3 separate regions of the Sus scrofa genome follow, and all the other regions are linked to region 3. A link is a contact called in public Hi-C and promoter capture Hi-C data. All regions are on one chromosome and are shown on one strand. Each heading gives the region's core, a stretch centred on a gene start, on an enhancer-like site or on the middle of the called end of the contact. The rest is flanking DNA. Distances are from core to core; before and after follow the strand shown.

The links. Promoter capture Hi-C pulls out the DNA fragments that hold promoters and counts their contacts. Hi-C and Micro-C count contacts between places; a contact is called where the count stands out from the background.
Region 1: a contact with region 3 is called in a Hi-C map of heart right ventricle, with 2.4 times the contacts expected there. The contact joins the promoter of TOPORS here to the promoter of SMU1 in region 3. A contact is called at or near these places in 2 of 47 Hi-C or Micro-C datasets (epiblast stem cells and heart right ventricle) and 1 of 2 datasets of contacts at active chromatin or transcription factors (alveolar macrophages).
Region 2: a promoter capture Hi-C map of fetal liver shows a contact between it and region 3, with 2.5 times the contacts expected there. The contact joins the promoter of AQP3 here to the promoter of SMU1 in region 3. A contact is called at or near these places in 1 of 5 promoter capture datasets (fetal liver) and 2 of 47 Hi-C or Micro-C datasets (embryonic fibroblasts and fetal heart ventricle).

The regions. Positions count from the first base shown.
Region 1 is chr10:33,863,765-33,867,275 of Sscrofa11.1, forward strand. TOPORS (E3 ubiquitin-protein ligase Topors) reads left to right here and starts at 2,203. Exons shown (of 3, transcript XM_013980194.2): 1 at 2,203-2,475. The coding sequence starts at 2,473. It overlaps NDUFB6 (NADH:ubiquinone oxidoreductase subunit B6), which reads left to right. Exons shown (of 4, transcript NM_001044554.2): 4 at 1,069-1,228. The coding sequence ends at 1,137.
Region 2 is chr10:33,043,181-33,046,810 of Sscrofa11.1, forward strand. It overlaps AQP3 (aquaporin 3 (Gill blood group)), which reads left to right and starts at 2,194. Exons shown (of 6, transcript NM_001110172.1): 1 at 2,194-2,302. The coding sequence starts at 2,195.
Region 3 is chr10:33,398,077-33,401,961 of Sscrofa11.1, forward strand. SMU1 (DNA replication regulator and spliceosomal factor) reads left to right here and starts at 1,307. Exons shown (of 12, transcript NM_001243898.1): 1 at 1,307-1,369. The coding sequence starts at 1,344.

The DNA.
Region 1 (3,511 bases), core at 953-3,452, 470 kb after region 3:
GTCTTAACAGAGCTGAAATTCAACCTAAGTACTCTGCTTAAATTATACAATTTGTCAGTGGAGGGTTCCAGGATTCTCACTACTTGGCTCTGGCTTTAAAGTCTGTGCCCATTCTGCCAAACACACTATATCTATGTTTGGAAAGACACCTGAACCAGCTAAGACGACAAAAAAGTGATGGAAGAGAACAAAAACAAAGCACAAAGGTGCAGCTACTGTCTTTGGAAAATAAAATGATTCTTCTGGAGTTCCCGTCGTGGCGCAGTGGTTAACGAATCCGACTAGGAACCATGAGGTTGCGGGTTCGGTCCCTGCCCTTGCTCAGTGGGTTAACGATCCGGCGTTGCCGTGAGCTGTGGTGTAGGTTGCAGACGCGGCTCGGATCCCGAGTTGCTGTGGCTCTGGCGTAGGCCGGTGGCTACAGCTCCGATTCAACCCCTAGACTGGGAACCTCCATATGCCGCGGGAGCGGCCCAAGAAATAGCAACAACAACAACAAAAAAAATAAAAATAAAAAATAAAAAATAAAAAAAAATAAAAAAAATAAATGATTCTTCTTTTGGCACCTCTTTTTAAAATCCACTTAACAACCCACCTGCATTACCGAGGTGTCTCTTGTTGGGGTGATTGTAAGCTGCCCAGGGAAAGTGTGCATTCTGCAACACCTGAGCCAAACAGTAAACTGGTGATGGCCTAACACATTCAGTTTCTGGGAACACATTACCTCCTTATTATTGAAGTGAAGATGTTTCCCTGCAACTTCTTTCAAGGGATTCTCCTATTTCTTGGGGCTAAGCAAAATAAAGATTATCTCTTTATCACTTTGTAAAGTCAACTTTCTTGTTCTTTCTGGTCATTTTGCTTGAGTGAAACTTCCCCTCTTCTTTCACTTACACCTTAAGACTTTGAATACTGGTTGCTTATCTTCAGACAGCATCTATTTTGCTTTTGTCCCTTTTAAAGTGTGAATGACAGAGCTGAACTAGATTTTCCACAAGGTCTATCCACATGGTGGAACTATCACCTCTGAAGACAAGATTTTTCACTAATGCATCTTTGTTTTTCTAGGGTGATACAATCCTGGAAACTGGAGAAGTAATCCCACTAATGAAAGAATTTCCTGATCAACATCACTGAAGATAACTTTAAAATTTCAAAGGCATATGAGCTATATTACCACACTTACTGAATATATTTTCTGGAAAAGTAACTTTAATAAAGTTTACTCTCAGATATGTGTCTTTTTCTTCCCAAACATTATACAATTTGAGACTCTTTGAATTATTTAATAAATAAAAACTGGGCATGTTAAATGATTTGAGCAAGTCACTTTTTTGGCCATTCTTGATTTGGAAAGAGGATGTAGGAAATTTAGTCACATGATAGTTTTTTTCTTACAGTATGTAATCTAGTCTTATGTGAAGGTATGCAACATAATGAAATCATGCAATAAATATAAGAAATTTTACACACTTTCAATTTTTTCTTTTTGCCTTTTAGGGCCGCCCCCCCCCACACACACATGTAAATTCCCAGACTAGGGGTCTAATTGCTACAGCCATGGCCATGCCAGATCTGAATTGCGTCCACCACCTACACCACACAGCACATGCAACTCCAGATCCTTAACCCAAGGAGTGAGGCCAGGGATTGAACCGGCATCCTTATGGCTACTAGCCTGGTTTGTTACCGCTGAGCCACAATGGGAACTACAGATTGTTTTAAAGAAGGCTTTTTGAGGCATTTCAAAAGTGTTTTAGAAACTAGCTTGAAAGGCTGTCAGATCCAGGTTCTTTGTTATATGAGATGATAAAAGACAAACCCCTAAATATTTGATAAATTAATACATTAACGGTTATTACAAAAGACTACACCAAAATGAAAGTGGAAACTTGTATTAAGGATTTTATTGTGAATCAAGACGAGTCCGATAAGCATGAGGTAAAGAACTGTATATACATAGAATTAAATTCAGAGGCGTTACAAATGTTCATTCGTCCCGAACATTTTGTCTGGGTGTTCCTTCTTTAGCTGTCGCCGCGCAGCTACAGTTGATGCATAGATGACATATCCCCATGAGAGTAGTACGACCGCGAGGAGCAACTGAAAAATGCAAGAAAAGGAGTAAAAGCAAAAACACGTGAGTGGCATTTCCTCCCCGCCCCCATCAGACAGCCCTGCACGTTGCCAAGGTGCAAATTTTAATAACAAACGAATAAATGGGGTTCCGGAGGCGAGTACACCAAGCCGCCCTGACGTAAGAAGCGGAAGAGCGTGTCCTCCAGGAAGAGGCGGAGTCGAGGTGAGGGAGTGAAAAGCTTAATTCAGGAATGGATTTTGGAGTTTTTGGGCGCTGAAGAAATACGGGGCCTTCCACCCGCGGGCCGGAGGAGTCGAGCCCTTGGGGCCCCGCCAGGCCCGGGGCCTACCGCTGAATAAATCCGGTCTAGGGTGCGGCGACTCACTGGCTTCATGGTAAGGAGGCGGCGGCGGTCCACGGGCACGGGCGGAAGCTACAGGCCTTGTAGTATCCTCCGGGGCGGTGGCTGCCGGGCGGCGGCGGCGGCGGCGGCCATCTTGCAGCCGGGCGCGAGCGCCCGCCCCGTCGCCTCCGCGCGCGTTTCCCATCGAGCGGCCGGCCTCTTCCGCCCGGAGCTGGGGGCGGGTCACGTGACGGCGGCCTAGCCCGCCTTTGAGGGAGGAGGTGAGAGAAACGAGGAATTATTTACTTCAAAAGTGGGTTTTTTGTTTTTGCCGCTGAGAGGGATAGGCTTGACTCGTCAGCCGATCTTCCTTCACTTGCTGTGCAGTATTAATGCAGGATAAGGTACTGTCGTGTGCATTTAAAAGTTTACTTGAAAAAAAAATCCACGTTTTAAATATTACACCGGCGTCCAGCGGTGGAAGAATTAATGTTTCCTCCGGGACTTGTTCCCACAACATAGGTAGTCGTTCGTGTATATTTATCTTTGAAGTAAGCTAGAATGCCGCCCGCTTTTATGTTAACTAACGCATCGTTATGGGAGTCCTTGTTAATTGAGCTTCTTTAAAAAGTCTTTGAGAACGCGATGGCTTGTTGATGCCAGTGATACTTATAAAAAGAAATCACCTGGCACGGACTACCTAGCCTAATGTACCTGCCAATCAACAAGTGTTGGTTGAACATTTGTGCTCAGAACGGTAGCAAGATCAGATAAATATTAAGCCAAAGGACGGAGTTCTGTACTCGGGCCGTTGTAGTAAGTTCAGCTCTAGAATGTTTGGGACGCGCACATTTGAGGCCTAACGGTAGAATGAGGCAACGGGCCGCTTTAGGCTCTAGATGTCTTGTCTCTAAGTATCTCAGTTATGAACTGCACAGAGTTTTCATCCAGCTTTCGGGGAGTGCGGAAGGAGGAAAACGTCATCTGGGGACGATTTCAAGGCTCTGTGGTCATAGGTAAAATCCCTGTTTATCCCCAGACTGGAATAGATCTCTGTCTCTGAAGACTGTAAACCTCGGACTTGGGAT
Region 2 (3,630 bases), core at 944-3,443, 350 kb before region 3:
TAGAGGCGAATCAGAGCTGCAGCTGCCAGGCTATGCCACAGCCACAGCAATGCCAGATCCAAGCTGTGTCTGCAAACTACCTCCCACTGAGTGGGGCCACGGATTGAACCCACATCCTCATGGATACTAGTCAGGTTCATTACCAGTGAGCCACAACAGGAACTCCAGGAGCCCTCATTTCTTTTTCTTTTCTTTTTTTGCCTCTTAAGGCCACACTGAGGCATATGGAAGTTCTCAGGCTAGTAGTAGAGTCAGAGCTACAGCTGCCAGCCTATGCCACAGCCACAGCAACCCAGGATCCAAGCCATGTCTGCGACCCACAACACAGCTCATGGCAACACCGGATCCTCAACATACTGAGCAAGGCCAGGGATCAAACCTGCATCCTCATGGATACTAGTTGGATTCATTTTGCTCAGCCATGATGGGAATTCCTGGAGCCCTCATTTCTGACAGCGGTTCCTTAAGAAACAAATCCCGGGAGTTCCTGTCGTGGCGCAGTGGTTAACGAATCCGACTAGGAACCATGAGGTTGCGGGTTCGGTCCCTGCCCTTGCTCAGTGGGTTAACGATCCGGCGTTGCCGTGAGCTGTGGTGTAGGTCACAGACACGGCTCGGATCCCGCGTTGCTGTGGCTCTGGCGTAGGCTGGTGGCTACAGCTCCGATTCAACCCCTAGCCTGGGAACATTCCATATGCCGCGGGAGCGGCCCAATAAATGGCAAAAAGACAAAAAAAAAAAAAAAAAAAAAGAAAAGAAACAAATCCCCAGGGCCCTTAGCCCACCTGGATTAAGTCCCTGTGGAAGATGTGGTCTCCCCTGGCAATGCTGCCAATAGAGACTGGGGTGAGGGCATATTTGCCCCAGTCCTGAGGGAGTAGGGCCCAAGTGACCAGACCTGTTTCCCAATTATTAGATGCAGCCTAGGGAGCAGGGTTGCCCCATGCCCTCCCTCAGGTGGGACAGACATCCCTCCAGTTCAGCCAGCTTAATCTCTTAAAAGGACAGAATTACCCCTGGCCAGGGATCAGCTAGAGTGGGAGTGGGGAGGGTTAAAAACAGCTGGGACTCACCCTGCTGGCAAGAATGTGGCATGTGGCATGTCAGGACAACTGCAGCTCAGGCTCTGGAGCCATGTGCAAAATGCATGGAGGTAGATGGTTGTCAAGCTCTGTCAGCCCAGCCATGTTTTTTTTTTTTTGCCTTTTCTAGGGCCCGGCGGCATACGGAGGTTCCCAGGCTAGGGATCTAATCTGCGTTGTAGCTGCTGGACTACTCCACAGCAACTCGGAATCTGAGCTGCATCAGCGACCTACACCACACTTCACGGCAATGCCAGATCCTTAACCCACTGAACAAGGCCAGGGATCAAACCCGCAATCTCATGGTTCCCAGTCAGATTTGTCAACCACTGCACCACGATGGGAACTCCAAGCCCAGCCATGTTTAACAGGCATGTGTGTGCAGCCATGAAAGATACCCAGAACGGGTGGTCAGACACACAGAACAGACATCATGTGTGGAAACAGCTGAGAATCCAGTTGGTCAGGACGTGTACTAATAGCACAAGGAGCAAGGGCCCATGGACTCTGGCTGGAACTCAACACTTGCACATGTGTTCCCATCTGGACTATGAGAGGGTCTCTTCTCCCTTGGGGACCACAGCCTCCTCCCTCCAGGCCTCTGATTGACATGCTGGGTCCAGGAGTCCTGGAGAGCTGGAGCCAGCTCTTTTCCTTCCTGTCCTGTCTCTTCTCACTGCCACCTTAGCAGGGACGGCAGCGAGGTTCACAGTAGGCCAGCCAAGCAGGTCTCTTTGGCAGTTCCAATCCCTCCGGCCCTGGTCCTGCACATGTCTACACTCCACCCTCCGCTCTCAGACTCAGCAATCCCGCAAACGGGTCTCAAGCTCCAGGCACTTCCTCCCCTAATCGCCCTCCCGGGGCCAATCCTCCCCCCAAAGTCTCCTCACGCCCCATACCCCTACCTCCCTCATTAGCTTTCCTCCAATCCAGCTTCGCCTCTAGCCCCTAGGCGAGCCGAGGGGGCGGCCCCCCAACTCCTGCGGCAGGCGCGCGGCTGGGCGGGGCGCGAGCCGCAGCGCTGCTATAAAGGGCGCCACCCGGTGCTGGCCGCCACTGCTGCCGCGCCTGACGCCACCCGCCTTCTGACAGCGCCGCCGCCTGCCCCTGCCATGGGTCGACAGAAGGAGCTGGTGACCCGCTGCGGGGAGATGCTCCATATCCGCTACCGGCTGCTTCGCCAGGCACTGGCTGAGTGCCTGGGGACCCTTATCCTCGTGGTGAGTGGAGGGACCCAGAGAAGCCCTTCTGCCTCCAGACCCACAAGTCCCGGTCCCGCTGTGCACAGGAGGAGCTGTGTTTTTTAAGACAGCCCCGATTCCTCTCCCAGCTCTGATCGACCCTCCCCAACCCCGCGGCAAACTTCACCCCTTCCAGAGTACTCTTCACCCATAGCTGTAACCCCGTCTATGACAGCTCTGACTCTTGCCAGAATGACAGCTGTTATGCCCCAGTGACAGTTCTGATAGCTTACCCTCTCACAGGAACCTATCCCACAGGCTGAGGGAGGGTCACTCTGCAGCTTGGGACCTCCAGCCCTTTCTGGCTCCCACAGTTCCCCAGGTTTCCAGAGTCCCAGACCTGAGAGGTAATGGGAGCTGTGACAAATGGGTCCCATTAGGTTATTTGGGTCTGGGATGCCTGGCTTTTAATGAATAATTAAGCCTCAGAAAGTCCAAAAGTTCCTCTGACGTGAGGACAGTTTGCCACGGGGGCTGGGGGCAGAGGGCGGGAGCCACACAGCACACAGCAGAGAGGGAAGTAAGGAGGATCCTGAAGATAGGAGACAGTGGAAGGCAGCCTTGCCTCAGGCACAGAAGACATGGTGTCATTAAAGTTTGACCCCTAGTGCTCAGCGACTCCTAGACCTGGTCAGTTACCCTGACAGATGCTGTCAGCCTCTGTGCAGAAGCATCTCAGTTACTCTGGGGGTTCTCTGAGAGGGACACTTCCCTACCCCAGTTATTCCCCATCCCAATTATTCCCTGGTTACGCCAGTTATGCTCTGGGTTGTTCCGGGGCGACTCTGTTTGCATTTCTTGGGTCTGGAGGACACACCAGTTATGGGGCTCCATTTCCTGTCCCAGTTACTCTCTGATTTTCAGCCACTCTTGTGGTTACACCTGTTTTTCTCTGGGTTACTTCTGGGTTCAGTTAGTACCCTGCTCGTGTCCCAGTCCCAGCCCTAGGTAAGACAGACCAGCCAGCTCCCTGGGGACTAGGAAGAGGAACCAGGGACAAGTAGGGCTGGGTAGCCCACCCCACAAGGTTTCATGGGGAGAGGAGGGCTGAGACTCTCTGGCTTCCAGGAACAGGAAGGGGGGAAGCCAGGCAGGGTAATTATCAACAGCCCCTCCCCAGCTCATGGTCCTGCCAGTCATCCCTTCTCTCTCCTGTGCTAGGAAGTGGGGGTGGGGTGGGCGGGCAGGTGCTTAACACCTCCTCCCCCAGAGCCTTGTGTCCCCCACGCCCTCTCTGATTTAGGGTCCAGCCCTGTTTGAGAGCAGTAAGGACAGGGGAAGCTGTCTTCCCTTCACAGAAGGGCCTC
Region 3 (3,885 bases), core at 57-2,556:
TCAGCAAGGTAATAAAGCTTATGCTTTGGGTATGGGAATGATATGGAAATTGATGGGTTATATAGTTGGGATACAGAAGATTTACATAAGCAACTAGTTTAGTGGGGGAAGAAACTTCCTAACTAGGTAAAGAGTGCAGTTTGATTATATAAAGTAACAAATGTCATAGTCAAATCTGCTGTTACAGAGGAAACATGGATGAGGATAGTTTGTGATGCTGAGCATTGGCTGTCAATCAGAGATTAAAAGTCAGGAGTTCCCTGGTGGCTCAGTGGGTTAAGGATCTGGTGTTGTCACTGCTGTTACAGATCCCCCTGGGGTTCAGTTCCTGGCCCTGAGAATTTCACATGCTGTGGGAATGGCTTAAAAATACAAATTTTACAACACAGATTTCTTACCATTGTGCTGCAAATATTTTTTTAAAAATTACAAAGGATGGCAAAAAAATATTTAAAAAAATAACCTACATGAAATTCATTAATATCTCTACTTTTCACTTGTCTCTGCTAATTTAATTACGTATGGCTTAAAGTCTATTAAAAGAAGTCGCAAATCTCCTTTTACATATTTGTATTTGCCTTCGTCGTTTTTCTTGTAATTGCATCACTGTTGTGAAACCATTTTCAAGTAAATACTTAGTTGGAAATGCTACAAGTAATCTAGCTCTTTCGAAGAAGTGAATATGCAAATCCCTAAGGCCCAAACTTAATCAGATTAATTTAAATGTGTTTTGGCTTTAAAATCTTTCATTTATTCACTTAAACTTAATGAACTCTTCTACAAATGTTGCTAACTGGGCCACTGGTTTCCAATGTCTTAATCTCCCAGAGATGTATTGTAAATCCAACTCTTTTTTTATTGGCTACATTCATGGCGTATGGAAGTTCCAGAACCAGGGACTGATTCCGAGCCGCAGCTGTAACCTATGCTCTGCGCTAGTTTTGAACCCATGCCTCCTCAGCAACCTGAACTGCAGCAGTCAGGTTCTCAACCCACTGCGCCACAGCGGGAACTCCCAATCCAACTATACCTTTAAATCTAGTCAACTAATTAAAAAGTAAACCAAAAAAGAAAAATTTTAAAACCAGTCCTTTAAGGATAACTTCCCCTCCAAGAAAAAGAAAGGATTCTATAGGAGCCGGTGCCTATGTTCCAACTCTCGACAGAAGAGTTGAAGCTCCGCCCCTCACGTACTCCACGCCCCTCTTCCGTACAGACCGCGCCCAGAGCCTGCGTCTGACGTCGAGCGGAAGTGACGTATAGGGGCCGCCGGAGGTGTCGTTGGTGCGTTGCGCGGCTGGGCCTTAGAGTGGAGTGAGGCCTGCGCTCAGGAAGCTAGAGCCATGTCGATCGAAATCGAGTCCTCGGAGTGAGTCCTGCAGTGGGAATGTTACCGAAGTGGCCGGGGCCGGGAGGCAGAGGGTTGCGGGGGTGGGAGTGGGAGGTGGTGGAAGCTGCTCGGGGGAGGCGTCCGAGAGGCTGGGGAGCGGAGGGGCATTTCCTTTCCTATAAAGAAGCTTTTGGGATCTGGCTACCTTGGAGGTGGACCTACAGAGAGGTAGCAGATGAGAAGCCCAAAGCCCTGTGGAAGGTGGCGCGGGGCTGGGGGAAGGAGACTCCTGGAAAACCTGAATTCTAGCCCTCGCCAACTTCTGCTGTACCTTGTAACTGAGCAAATTAGCCATCCTATTTGGATTCCGGTCTATCAGCACAAGGGGGCTGGGCTCGACGCCATCCATCTCTTCCCGTCCCCATCGAACACCGTGGTGGTTTCCTCCCTGTGCGTGCACCGTCCTTTGCTTTCTTCTGCACAGCTTTTGGTATCGTCACCGTTTTTCTGCCCATCCTACTAACCTGTATAGCTCCTAGGGACTCGTTTGCATTATAGTCCCAATTCCCAGCCCATCGTAAAGGCTCAATAATTGCTTTTAGAATGAATGAACGACTATTTTATCAGGTTCTGTCTGGCGCTGAATTTTATTTAGCGTGTGAGCTCTGTAGTCACAAAGGAGGGACAGAATTTGGAGATTGGGCAAGGAGAATGATAAATTTGGGAGAGAGGGGGACTAACGAATGATTGAAGAAAGTCTTCAGTAAACTTCTCCAGGACTCCATCCTCCACCTTGTTCTTGCCAACGCTTAGTAGTTAAGTCAGCAGACAACATTTGTGTCCTGAGTGTAAAGGAGAGGACTTGTCCTGAAGATCTGCCATAGGAGGAAGGGAGGTTTATTCATTTAGCAAATACTGAGATCTACTGTGTATATTTGTTCTAGCCCCTGGGACTGTAGTAGTGAACGAAACAGACAATAACCCTTGCTCTTAGGGAAAGTACATTGTGATGGGGAAGGCAGACAGCAGACAAAATCAGTAAGTAAGATAGCTTAGCAGATGGCTGTAAGTGTTGTGGAGAAAAATAAAGCAAAGATGGACAGTGAAGACAGTTATGGCAGGAGTTGGAAAGGAATCCACCCTTTGGGGCCTGAATAAAATCGGGCACTGACCATCCTCCCAGCCTTGGCTGCAGCATGTTTTTGTGATCAGTAATTGCTGCTATTTACTAAGTATTCTCTATGCTAGTTACACTATGTGTTGTAGTCAATCCCTTTGATCAATCCTACAGGGTAGGTATTTTTCTTAACAGATGAGGAAACAGGCAAAGAGATGTTAATTGACTTGTCTGCAAGTCACAGTTAGTGAAAGAACTCTGATTGAAATCCCAGCCTATCTCCAAAGCTTTTAGCTCTTTGTGTATTACATTGTGTTTGAAGGAAGTGAATTTGATTTTGGTTATATCAAATTTGAGTTCTTTGCAAGGATGGAGTCTCATATTAGGAGTGTAAGTGGAAGTGTCCTATGGAAGCCAGGGATTGAACCCGAGCCACAGCAGTGGCAACCCCAAATCCTTAGGCCATCAGGGAACTCCTGCAGGAACTGTTTTTAAGAGGGTATTTGGGGAGTTCCCGCTGTGGTACAACAGGATTGACATTGTCTCTGCAGCACCAGGACACAGGTTCAGTCTCCATCACAGTGGGTTAAAGGATCCCATTGCCATAGGTCACAGCTGCAGCTCCGATCTGATCCCTGATCTACAAACTCCATATGGCTCAGGGCCGCCAAAAATGATAAAAAAAAAAAAAAAAAAGGTGTTTGCTTTCCTGTCTGGGATGATGCTACCTGCCACACTGCCAGTTTGAATCTTTTTTTTTTTCCATTTACCTCTGTTACTTGGTCACATCCTCACGTAAAATGGACATAAGAGTAATGCCATCTTTATAGGTTTTTGTTTTGTTTTTTGCCTTTTGTGCTTTTAGGGCCCCAACAGCAGCAGCATTTGGAGGTTCCCAGGCTAGGGGTCTAATTGGAGCTACAGCTGCCAGCCTATACCACAGCCACAGCAACACCAGATCCGAGCTGCATCTGCGATCTACACCACAGCTCACGGCAACGCCGGATCATTAACCCACTGAGCAAGGCCAGGGATCGAACCTGCAACCTCCCGGATTCGTTTCCACTGTGCCATGACGGGAACTCTGGGTTTGTTTGTTTGTTTGTTTTTTTAAAGGCAGTACCTGTGACATATGGACATTCCTGGGCCGGGGATTGAATCCGAGCTGCAGCTGTGGCAACGCTGGATCCTTTAACCCACTGCACCAGGCCAGTGCTGCTGAAACAACCTGAGCTGCTGCAGTTGGATTCTTTTTTTTTTTTTTTTTCCTTTTTAGGGTGGAACCTGAGGCATATGGAAGTTCCCATGCTAGGGTCAAATTGGAGCTGTAGCCACCAGCCTACACCACAGCCACAGCCATGCCGGATCTGCGCCAAGTCTGTGACCTACACCATAGTCACAGCAACGCCAGATCTCCCACCCACTGATTGAGGCCAGA